2 separate regions of the Mus musculus genome follow, and region 1 is linked to region 2. Evidence: chromatin contacts called from public promoter capture Hi-C data. All regions are on one chromosome and are shown on one strand. Each heading gives the region's core, a stretch centred on a gene start, on an enhancer-like site or on the middle of the called end of the contact. The rest is flanking DNA. Distances are from core to core; before and after follow the strand shown. Region 1 holds the start of Disp3 (dispatched RND transporter family member 3). Region 2 has its middle 21 kb from the start of Gm32603.

The links. Promoter capture Hi-C pulls out the DNA fragments that hold promoters and counts their contacts.
Region 1: a contact with region 2 is called in a promoter capture Hi-C map of embryonic stem cells, with 4 times the contacts expected there. The contact joins the promoter of Disp3 here to the enhancer-like site in region 2. A contact is called at or near these places in 1 of 39 promoter capture datasets (embryonic stem cells), 5 of 484 Hi-C or Micro-C datasets (cerebellum, embryonic stem cells, lens fibers and 2 more), 9 of 115 datasets of contacts at active chromatin or transcription factors (embryonic basal ganglia, embryonic forebrain, embryonic hindbrain and 5 more) and 1 of 9 other capture datasets (adipose tissue).

Annotation. Positions count from the first base shown.
Region 1 is chr4:148,283,921-148,289,681 of GRCm38.p6, forward strand. Disp3 (dispatched RND transporter family member 3) reads right to left here and starts at 4,045. Exons shown (of 21, transcript NM_001083342.1): 1 at 3,803-4,045.
Region 2 is chr4:148,190,537-148,197,021 of GRCm38.p6, forward strand. No RefSeq gene overlaps it. Among named protein-coding and RNA genes, the nearest start is that of Gm32603, 21 kb to the right of the region's middle. Within about 2 kb of position 2,370, at least 20 of the 459 cell types and tissues checked have an H3K27ac peak or open chromatin away from gene starts, as enhancers often do. A contact at or near this core is called in embryonic stem cells and trophoblast stem cells, where this site is marked.

The DNA of each region.
Region 1 (5,761 bases), core at 2,795-5,294, 95 kb after region 2:
CAGGAGGAATGCTGAATCCGAGGCCAGCCTGGCCTACAGAGTGAGTCCCAGGATAGCCAGGGCTGTACAGAGAAACCCTGACTTGAAAACCAAAACAAACAAAAATTCAGTCCCAACTTGGACACTTCGGGTCGTGAGGTCTTTTACTGTTCAGAGGCTTGTTCTCCTACAAATCCCCTGAGGACAACAGCCCCCATGCCATGAGAAGATCTCAAAGCTTAAATATGACCGCATGTGTATATGTGTTCAATGCCTGACACACGGCAGGCACCCAGCTATTGGCAGCGGCCGTTACGGGTACAGCCATTGCCATCCTCTCACTGTAAACAGGAGACAGGAGACCACTGGCTTTGTGTGTCCCTTCCCAAAGAACTGGTGACACAGCCCCAGGAACACATTAACTACCATCTGCCTACTGGCATCTTCCAGCCAGGGCAGCCGGGGAGTGTGACCTTGTGGTCTTCCAGTGTGAGGCATGAGCTTGCTGGAAAGATTCCGCTGGCTTCCCTGAACTGGTCCCGGCAACAGCAACGTCCCTGCCTCCGGCCTTTGTTGAGCATCTGGAGCGCGTGCTGCACTGCCTGCCCGTGGAATGCGACTCGTGGAAAACATGCATATTTGCGACTGGGTGCGTGTTTCTATTCCGGGCTGCTGCTGCTCTTTTTATTTATTTTTCTCTGGGATATTGGTGCTTTGGAATCTAGCTTTGGAGGGTGTTTTGACAGACTTTGATGCCTCTTATGCTCCATGGGCAGAAACAGGCTCCAGTGGGGGGAGGGTGGGCAGCGAGAGGGAGGGTTTCAGATGACAAGCCCCCTCCCTCGCTTGCTCACTCGGCTAGGACAGGGACAGTGATTCTCACTGCCCACACTTGAGCACGTTGGAAAGGGAGCACCGAGGGGGAACTGCTGGGGAGATGACTTCAAAGAGGAGAGAAAGGATCTGGAGATAGAGAACCAAGCTTCCAGTTAAAATGCTTAGGCTGTCGGGTATCAACACCAAGGCTCTTACTATCAGCTCCTATGCCACTGCCATGACCATCATGTTGGGGTAACTATATTTATAACCAGTGGTGGGTGGGTGGTTCCCTTGGGGAGCCCGCCATCTCTCTAGGCACCTCACTTTTCAGCCCTCAAATCAAGACACTGTGAGAAGCAGCCTAGCCAAATGGTGCCGAATCCTGTCTTCCTCAATGTGCAGATCAAGAGCAGCCTGCTTGGTTGAGTCCTAGAGACTCAAGGCTGATTGTCAAAATCATACCGACTGGTGATCTATCTTAGACAGTCCCTTCTGCAAGACCATGCGTCTGGGGACAAGGACCGTCAACCCAGCAACTCCATCTGCCTTTATGGCCAGGTGTTCAGGGTAGTTGGGGACATCCTCATTTCCAGAAACAAGAGCTTGGCACAGTGGATAGATACACAGACAGCCACATCAGTGCCTGCCTCCATGGAAACCGGGCCTGAGCGGTGTGATGTAAGAAAATTACTTGGCATCTCTGGTCCTATTAAGAAAATGAACTGAGCCTCCCTCACTCAGGAACAAGGTGTCTTTAGCAGAGGTGAGGAGTTCTCAGGAAGCAGTGGGAGGCACCATAACCTTTGTGAGTTACAACCCTGGTTTCAAGCTCATTCAAGTTGGGACATTCACTATAGAGTCAGCACTCTTCATAATCAAATCCAAAAGCAGTCCCATGGGCAGCCCTGCATAAGCTGAGAGTATGGCGGAAGTCTGTCCAGGGGAACACTGGGCACCTGTGACCAATTAAAACCAGAGTCTAGGAATCCCCATTTCTGGTTCATTTCTCCCTCAACTCTCCTTTCTTCCTTTTCTCAAGCCTTTCCAGGGTTTTAAGGATAACAACAAGAGAGTGTCAGAGGGCAAGCTGGGCTATGGGTCTGGATCCTTCAAAGCGACAGCTCTGGGCGGGGGGGGGGGGGGAGGCTGAAGGGGCAGTGATGATGAGGCTCCCTGTGACCCCAGTACTATCTCTCGATCTCCAGGTTCTGAGGCCCCCTGAGACACTTTCCTGAGGCTCTGGCCCTGGAAAATTTCCCAAGATTGTCAGTAAAAGCTGCCGAAGCTATTGGGCAGAGAGAGGCAAATATTCAGAGAGGCAGGATCGGGTGGATGGAAACTGCAGATGAGGAAGCAAACCAGAGTCGATGGTGCCCCAAGGGCCAGTGGTGCCAACATGGGTGTCAGAGCACAGACTCCAGCAAAGGAAAGTCAGGAAAAGGAACGAAGGCGGCCAGAAAGGATGATGGACGGGAAAGAGCAAAGGGTGTGCATTTGAAAGATAACCCTGGGAAGGAGAACAGCCAGCAAAGAGCACTAGCAAAGATTGCAGACCCTGGAGGCAGAAGATATGCCAGGAAGAGGTCTGAGTGGTCATGGGGGCGAAGAGTCTGAAATGGACACTGAGCTTCAAACCAAGACTGTAAGGCGCCTGCCTGCCTGCCTGCCTGCCTGGCTGGGCTGCTGCCCGGAGCTTCCCTTGAGCCTAACAGCTGCTTCTCTCCTTTTGGCAGATACTCTGATTCGGGGAGGTCTGCAGTAGAAGAGGAGGGGGCTGATTGAGCCTGTGTGTTTGTGTGTGTGCACGCCAGTGTCTGTGACCCACACAGCCTGAGCTCCTGCATGTCATGAGGTATCAGCGAGGGTCCTAGGCAGTGGTCTCTGGTGTCCGGTTTATTTTAGCATCCTCCAGCGAGAGCGTGAAGAGGGATGAGTCCTGGCCCACAAACTGGGGCTTGTGGGAAGATTAGGCTTGTCCACGTGGGAGTGAATCCTGGGTCTCTGTGTGCATTGTGTGCGCCTACGAGCCACGATGGGAATATATTTATCAGAAAGGAGTGTGGATTTGTGCGTGGAGTGTTCACGAGTGCTCTATACATAGTGTGTGTGTGTACTTCATTTGTGTGTGGAGCTTGGGGCTGGTGGGTTCAGTGCGCTGTCCGAGGTACTGACCGAGAGTGCAACCAGACTAGCACCCGCACCCAGACTCAGGAAGCATCCCTGTACCAGACAGAGATCCAACAGAGGAAGCCTCCGGGGAGGCGTCTCCTAGGAGAGTTGGGAAAAGTCCTCCCAGCGGCAGGGCTAGCTCTCGGGACTCGCCGCCACTCGTGCTGGTCATCTTTTCCTGACTGTGCTCCACGGCTACTCAGATGCCACCCCATCACAGTCCTTATGGATGTTCTGGGTCGACCCAGGGACCCTCTAGCGCTCCACTTCCATCGCCTGCCTGAGCTTCAGAGGTCCTGGCTGGCACGCAGCGGCACCTGCAGCGGGTTCACCGCAGCCCAAGACTCAAAGAAGGTCCCACCAAGCGCGTGAGTGCGCTCAAGTAGGGGGCAGCTACAGGGGCCATCGTTACCTTTTCCTGTTCCCTCCCTCCTCTGAAGTCCCGGCGGACAGCCGGATTTGGGATGGCTTCAGGCTGACGCTCAACTTTTATGAACCCAGACAGACACCTACCGAGACGAGCAGGGGTATGGAGATAGGGAGCCAGGATGATTCTGGACATTAAACACGCTCCCGCAGACCGAAGCTGCAGCCCGTCCCCAGCGTGTTGGTGCAAGCTTCGGGGGCGCAGGGACAAGCTCTGAGATCTGAACTCTGTCCCATTAGCCGGCTTTCTCAGGGCGTTGAGGCCGGGGGTGGCCTGAGAGCGAGAGAACTTCCCGCACTCCCCCCTCTCCCCGCCCCCAGACCGGGCGCATGTGGCACGTTAGACCCTTCCCCTCTCCAGAGTAGCGCATCCCCAGTCCCGATGGCGCCCAGGGGCAGTCTCACTCACCTCGCTGGCTGAGCCGAGCTAGGCTGATACACGGGTGCCGCAGGGGTTAAGGGGCTTCGGCCACCCCGCGGCGAACACTTGTCCCTTGAGGGTAATTTCAGGAGGAAAGGTCCTCAGAGCTGTAGGAGGCCAGCGGCCCCCAAGCTCCGCTCGCTGGCGAGCAGACCGCCGCCAGGTCCGTGACAACTACGTCCCCAGCGCGCACGCGAAGCACTCGCCGCCGCCGCCGCCGCCGCCGCCGCCGCCGCCTTTTATCTGCTGCCCGCCTTTGTTTGGGTCCCGGTTCCTACCACGGGGTGCGGGGGTGTCCCGGGCAGCCTTTAGAGTCGCGCCTCCCCCCGTCCACTGGCGCCTCCAGCATCAGCGCCTGCGGGCTCTGCGTCACCGTCCGGCTTAGGCTTGCTCTCCGCCGCGCGCTGCTGTCTCCCGATTCCGCCGCCAGGCGCCGCCCTGGCTGCCGCTCCCCCTGCGGGAGCCGCGTGGTGGTACAGCCAGCTTCCCGTGTTGGCGAGCAGGGACTGAGCACAGCGCAGCGACCCCTGGGGGTCAGTCTTAGTCTCTGCAAACGGACCTGGCCATGCCCCCTACTGGCCCCCGAGGTTTCTGGGCACCCAGGCCTTTCCCAGGCGTGCGCTCCTGCTGGCTTCTCTCAGCCCCATCTGCCCAGCCTTGGCACCTCACCAGCCTGCTGGACACTCGAGGGCATCCCCGGGTGCCCTCCGGAGGTGGTTGCCAAGCCCAGGCGCCTGGCACCATCTCTTCCTCCCTCCTCTATTCACCTCTCTGGCAGCAGAGCCCAGAGCTCTGCCAGCCCCTGGGACCAGGCACTCGTCCAGTAACAGCAGAAGGTCCGCCTGACACCCCCTGCTGAAAAGATACCCAAAGAAGAAAGAGCCTAGAAACCAAGGCTATCCCTGGTTTCATTTCTCTTTCAGTGCTCCAAAGACATTGGCCTTGATGTCACCCAAGGAGAGCCAAGGGAACCCTCAAAAGGACCTGGCGCCAGCCTCCCGCTGCAGGAGGGACATCACTGCCGGCTGAGAGGCCACCCAGATGATTATGACACGGACCAGGAAGATAAGCATGTAAGCCACAATCTTGGCCTTCAAGAAGTCCCCATTCTATACAAGAGAATGCAGGATCATTATGAAATAAAAATACCGAAAGCCCCTAGCTCTTTGCTGTGTAGCCCATGCCCCCATCTATATTTTTGAAAGAGGAAACCTAGGGGCCTGGGAAATGGCTTAGCAGGTGTTTGCTGCCAAGCCTGACAACCGGAGTTCAGTCTCCAGGGCAAACTCACTTCTGCGAGCTGTCTTCTGACTTCCACTCGTGCCCTGTGGTACACATGCACATCCCCTCCAAACACACATGCCATACATACATACATACGTACATACATACATACATACATACATAGTTTTAATTAAGAGGGCAGTTTGGGAGTTCTCTGAACCCCTCTCACTTTGGGGTTCTACAGGAAAATCCTGTACCACCCGTCCAGCTTTCTCAAACACAGTCCCTGGGGACTGCATTCACTGGCTGGCGGTCAGGTGGACATTTAGCTACTTATGACCCTGGATGCCCCGGAACTCATCTGTGCAGATGCAAATGACCAGAGCCAATGTTTCTACCCAGGTGTTCTCGTCCCTGCACCACATACTCAGAAATGGTTTTTCAGGGGACCCACTGGCCAGCCATCAAGCCTGTCAGAAGATCTGCAGTGAATTCATGCCATCCTGAAGACATTAGGGTTATGAAATGCTCCTGGCAGGAAGGATCCAAGAAAGGGGAGAGAGAGAGAGAGAGAGAGAGAGAGAGAGAGAGAGAGAGAGAGAGAGAGAGAGAGAGTATGAATAGATAGATAGATAGATAGATAGATAGATAGATAGATAGATAGATAGATAGATAGATAGATACTAAGACCTAGAATGGCGGGTGTGTATATTACTGCCACAG
Region 2 (6,485 bases), core at 1,120-3,619:
TTTTCTGTGATGTTCGCCATTCTAATTAAGTGGAAAAGGCTTTTTACTCCATACAATTCTCCAGTTATGAATAATGATACTGGCTCATAAATGAAAATCGCTTTTCTATTTAAATTCTCTGTGTAATTTTTTTTTTTCTGATTTAAAAAAAAAAAAAAGGAATTAGGAGCCCAGAGCTCTTGGGTCATTTGCAAGTTATTCATTTTAAGCAGAGCCCTTAGCTAGCTCATTAATGGTGAGAGTGGGGCCCCAGTTAAACGCAAGGGTGTTAATTACCTTGTGGGCTTCCATGGGAATAGATTGCTGGCTCCTAGGTTAGTAAAAGTTTGGTAGGGAAACACAATTCTGTTCTAGAATCCATGAGGAAGGGAGCCTGGCTCAAAGAGATCTTATGAAGACATATGTGGGGTCCCAAGATTTACTCCTGAGGCCAACTTCCCAGAACCTGAGGATTCTGGAATGAGGTGAGGGGGCAGGTTATAGGCCTGAGTGAGGGGCCACAAGGAAATGGTCAGTGTGTGTAATGAGGAATGTGCTAATGGTCAGAGTGTATGACGAGGAATGTGCTAATGGGCAGTGTGCATAACCAGGAATGTGCTAATGGGCAGTGTGCATAATGAGGAATGTGCTAATGGTCAGAGTGTATGATGAAGAATGTGCTAATTGTCTGAGAAATGTGCTTAAATTCTCAGACTTGGTCATTCCATGTCTATAGTCTGTGGCTATGTCCAGCTATGAGTATGTGAACAGCTCAAATTGGACTTGTTGGGTTATTTAAAAGGGGGGAGGGGAGGCTACTGGAGAGATGGCTCAACAGTTAAGAGCACTGGCTGCTCTTGCTGATCACCTGGGTTCAGTTCCCAGCACCCATGCGGTGGCTCACAACCAACCATAACTCCAGTTCCAGGGAAGTTGGTGCCTTCTCTGGCCTCTTTGGGCACCACACACACATGTGGTGCACAGACATACATGCAAGCAAAATTCTCATACATATAAAATTAAGAATATTTTTTTTTAAAAGGGCTGGAGAGATGGGTCAGATGTTATGAGTATTTGCTGCTTTTGCGGAGGATCTAGGTTATATTTCCAGCACCCACATGGTGGCTGGCAACTGTTTATAACTCTAGTGGTGATGATCTGACACTCTCTCCAGCCTCTGTGGGCACCAGGCATTCATGTGGTATACACATGCACATGCATGCACACATATACATAAAGGAAAAATAAATAGCTTTTTAAAAAGATTTATTTATTTATTTCACAAATATGAGTGCACTATCTTTATGCACACCAGAAGAGGGCACCAGATCTCATTACAGATGGTTGTGAGCCACTATGTGGTTGCTGGGAATTGAACTCAGGACCTCTGGAAGACCAGTCAATGCTCTTAACTGCTGAGACATCTCTTCAGCCCCCAATAATAACTCGTAATAGAAAAAGACACAAAGTTGAAAGTAGGGGTGGGGTGGGGAAAGGGAGGGAGGGTCCAGGGGTTAGGAAGAGGAGTGGGTGTGAAAGTGATAAGAATACATTGTATTCTGTATGAAACTCTCAAAGATTGATAAACATTAAATAAAGCAGAAGGGGTATAGATAAAGACACCCATGTTGACCTCTAGTTTCTACACACCTTCATACACACATACACATGGGCACACATAAACACAAGAAAGCCAGATACAAGGCTTTCTTCACACCTCTTGACTTTGGCCTCCATTGACAGACGATAGTTGGGTGGAGGAGGGTTGGCTGGACGGTGGCAGATTTTGTGGTGAATCCAGCGTTTCTAACCACCTCCGCCATCCTCCGTCTCTGCCGTATCGATGCACAGCCTACTCTATTATTTATTTACAGCTTTTATTTTCATTGACTTATTTTTTTTAAAAACTGAAATTTAGTTTAAAGGGGAACTTTATATTTCAGCAGTAAAAGGGAAACTGGCACCCCAGTCATAAATTCAAAGACGCATAAAAATGAATACGTGACTATTAAAATAAATAATGTCCATTCCTGTGTCCTCTCTGAAAGCGACTCCCACACAGCACAGGCTGCATCCACTGTGCCTTGGAGATCCCAGCATGCAGGAGAGAGAGCACTGCTTGCCCTTGTGGTCTGGCAGCGAGCAGGGGACAGGTGACCCGCCCAGGGACCTGACTCTCTACGGAGAAGGTGTACTGAAGCCAAGAAGCTGCAGGGGCAAAGGAAGACCTGGGGAATTTCCTGGCATTTTGGACTTCTGGGAGTACCATGCAAATGATATGCAAATCACACATATGTAAATTCCACACTAGCCAGTCTGAGGTGCTCTGGGGATAGGCGCTCAGCGGTGTGGTCAGAGCTACTAGCCTGACTTTTCCTCCTGGGGCCAAGGATTTACAGTAAGAGCCAGAGGGCTGTGCAGGGAGCTCGGGTCTGGGAGCCTGGATGGAAACCGCTAAGCACTGCTGCTACTCAACCACGTGACCTTGAACGGCTCCTGTAGCCTCCCTGGATCTCAGCTTTTTTTTTTTTTTCCCCTACAGGTAAAAAGGCCAAGAAAGCAGCCATCTAGCGATTCAAGTTTGTGGGCCATGGTGCTCCAAGCTGTAGGTCAACATTCCCCGGATATTTGGATGAGATTAGCATCCAACTCCACTGACAGTAGAGAAGGTGCCCGCTGTTATTAGTAGAAGCCATGCATACCTCCCGCCGCCATCTTAGGGACTGAGACCCACTGGTTATTTTATCTGTAGATATTTCAGTATCATCTGGGCAGATAAGGGCGTCCTCCTACCTAAGAAATAAACTTTAAGTCAGGCAGTCGTAGGGTCCTGGGTATCAAATTCAGAGGCTACCATAGTGTTCACTCTACGAAATGGAGGTCTAAGTGCTGGGCCTAGAGATCAGGGAGGGAGGCAGAAGCAGCAGCAGGCCCCTGGGCAGGGTGGCAGAGCTGACCCAGGGTACCATCTTTCAGGCCCAGCTTTTTATCCTTCTTAAAATGCAAATCCCAGGACAGCTGACAAGTTTCAGCTTCTCATTTTTCTGCGATGTGGAGGATTTGAGGCCCGGCAAGCTGACATGGGAGACTTAGATTCGCTCCATCACTTCTCCCTTCATCCCCTGTGATGTGTAGCTGTTGTGGGAGGCAAGCCTGGGCTTAGGTCCCAACCCTTGCCCACTGTAGGCAGCCTCTGTCCTGAAGGTACTACCACCCCCACCTCATTCCCTCAGAGCTGTCTCTTCCTCCAGCAAGCCTTCCCTAACATCCAGCCCCTGTTCAAGGAGGTGACCCACCATGTGCATTGTGTATGTGTGCCATTTCTAGGTCCACTCTTCTGCAACTTCCCCATTTCTGGACCCACTCCCCTGCAATGGCTGCACTGGTCTGGTGTGACTAACACAGGCAGAAGGTCAGGTCTGTGCGGCACCTGCCTGTGGTGAATGGTGCAGGAATGGAGAAAAAAAATCCTGGTTCCCATTCACTCTGCAGCTGGGCCTCAGTGAGGGCAGCTGGGCAGTGGAGGCAGAGCTCGGGGAAGAGAAGGCAGGCACTTGCCTGCTGAAGTCCTTGCAGTTCCTGACTGTGACAGTGTGGACAGGGATATTTCCTCCTGGGACTGAGAGTCCTGTGGGCAATAAAGTGCTTGCTTTTTTGCCCAGAGGCTGAGGCCTTGAGTTCAGGTCTCTTTAGTAGCCAGGAGAGTAGAACAAGGTTGAGGAATGGAGGTGTGTGTGTGTGTGTGTGTGTGTGTGTTTGTGTGTGTGTGTGTGTATGTGTGTGTATGAGTGTGTGTGTATATGTGTGTGTATGTGTGTGTGTGTATGGGTGTGTGTATGTCTATGTATGTGTGTATGGGTGTGTGTGTGTCTATGTGTGTGTGTATGGATGGGTGTGTGTATGTCTATGTGTGTGTGTGTATGGGTGTGTGTGTATATATGTGTGTGTGTGTATGTATGGGTGTGTATATGTGTGTGTATATGGGTGTGTATGTGTGTGTGTGTCTATGTGTGTGTGTATGTGTGTGTATGGGTGTATGTGTATGGGTGTGTATGGGTGTGTGTGTATGTGTATGGGTGTGTGTATGTGTATGGGTGTGTATGGGTGTGTATGGGTGTGTGTGTGTGAGTGTGTGGTTTGTGTGTGTGTAACTAGATTCTGTTATACATAACTGAGGACAGTTGGGTGGACAGACACAATAGGGGCTCCCCTTCTCTCTTCCCCAGGGTATGTCCCCACCTCTCTGACTTTTCCCTCCAAACCTACTTAATCAGATAGAGGGTGTGGCCAGCAAGGAGCTCCAAGCCTGGTAGAAGAAGGTGGTAGGGATGGGGTCACCGAGTCACTGGACCAGAACACTCTTGAAGGGGTCTGGGTTGCAGGGTGTGTTTTTATCCCTTTGGTCCACATGCCAAGCTATGCCTTCACCCTGGGGCCTAGCTCAGATGGGAGTGCTGCCCCTCAGAGGCTGTCATGGTGTAGCTTGTCCCTGACAGAGCTGCCGGGTGCTCAGCTGTGCAATCTGTCCCACCCAGAACTGCAGCTGCCAGTGTTGTGAGGTGGGGGATCAGGGTGAGGGTGGCCACCTTCCTCCAGGTTCCCACACTTTCTTTCTATGTCCCCTTGAAATGGGGAGGGGATACATGCTGCAGGGTATTAACTAGAGAATAAAACTCCACAACATGAGAGCAAGGGTCAACTGCCTGACGATATAACATTTTTTATTGCTTCGCTCTTCATGGGTGAGAGGAGGTCTCTGTCATGGTGATCATGCTGTGTGGGCATCACAGGCGGTTCCTGCTGGCCTTGGCCTTGACCTTGACCCAGTGTGGCTCTTAAAAGCCCCTCTGGGTTGGAGATCAGATCTTCAGGTTTCCTTAGAGCTGGAGAACAGGATGGGGAAACTGAGCCTCACAGAGCCCCTCGCCCATTCCTTGTTGAAGGTTGCACAGCACTTCAGGTGTCTGAGCTCTTTGGGATCCCACAGAAATCTCTGAGCCTTTAAAATATTTATCGGCCGCCAAGTGGGGAAAGAAAACTGGGAAATCGAAATTAATAAATGTTAAATGTCTACACAGACTAACACGAGGTCAGATGCATTAATTACCACATTTGGTATTCATAAATGTGTCATTACTTGCGAAAGCAATTTGTCAGCTACGTTTCAGAGTAGGCCAGAGAGAATGGATGGAAGACACAGCCAATTATCAACGGAACCAGGGCCCACCAGCCCAACGAGTCTGACAGCCAAATTAGAAAAATCCCTTTAAAAATTGTTGGCAAAAAAAAAAAAAAAAAAAAAAAAAAGCTGTGTTTAATAAGAGTTGCTGGTGCACTTTGCTCTGTACAGGGAGGGAAGACTTTAAAAGTCTTTGTTGGGGGCCGGCAAGATGGCTCAGTGGGTGAAGGTGCTTGCTGCCAAGCCTGACTACTTGAGTTTGATCCCCAGGACTGGTAAGGTGGAAGGAGAGCGCTGAGCAGGTACAGGCTTCTAGAACTGGAGGCCCTGAACACTGAGCAGCCTGAATAGCAGCTGCCTCGTGGACTGAGGGAGGACTCCCAGGGAGAACCTGCTGGCCCTGCTGGCCCTGCCGTTAATCCTTTGGACCCCATCTCTGGGACAGCTACCTCAGTTGAGCTGTTTCTCACCTCCCCTTGCTTCTGGTCTCTGCAGGGGGACTCTGAGGCCCCACTGCCACAGAAGGCCAGCTTTAAGCCATTAGTGCTCATGGCCCAGTCCTCACTCCAGGGACACAGAAGAGTCCAGGCCACACGGTCAGCAGAGACTCTGTCCCCTCCACTTCCACAACCAGGGGGGCTACTGTGACCATCTCTCTCCATGAATCCCAGGGTTATGTCCTGCATTAACAATTGGTTGGGCCCTAACCAGAGCCAATTAGTCCAGATATGTCCAAGGCAAAATGAGTCTTGTCCATTCCAAGCAGTCAGACGAGGACAGCGGCTTGGTTCAGACACTTCCTAGATGACACTTCAGACCCCTTCTGTAGAAAAGAAAGGGCAATGTCCTCCTGAGATACCAGGAAGCAAGGGTTCTGTTTCTGTGCCCCTCATCGCCCCTTCTGCAAGGATGGCCAGCTCAGGCTCTTGCGATGGACAGCCCCCTCTCTCTAGGTTGAATTTCCTCTCGTTCAGAACCTGCTGTGCCTCTCAGCTAACCTGTGTGCTAGCCTCTTTCTTTCCCCTCTCTATTTACTCCTCGGAGCTAAACCTTCGAGGTTCTGTTTGGAGCACTGCCGGGGTCCTCAGGCCTGTAGCCTGGTGGGACTCCCCACGGCCGCTTTCACTGCCTCACCGTGCAATATGATTTACCCAGGCTCCCCATCCATGGTCCCATTCCTATCAAGGCAGTGAAATGGTAGAGACATACACTTGGTCATGAGGGAGAGACAATGTTCATAGTGACCTGGGAAGCCCTGAGATGCTGGGAGAGAAGACGGGGAGTCGAATGGTGGAACAGCTCTGGCTTTTCAAGGAACTGGAGCAAC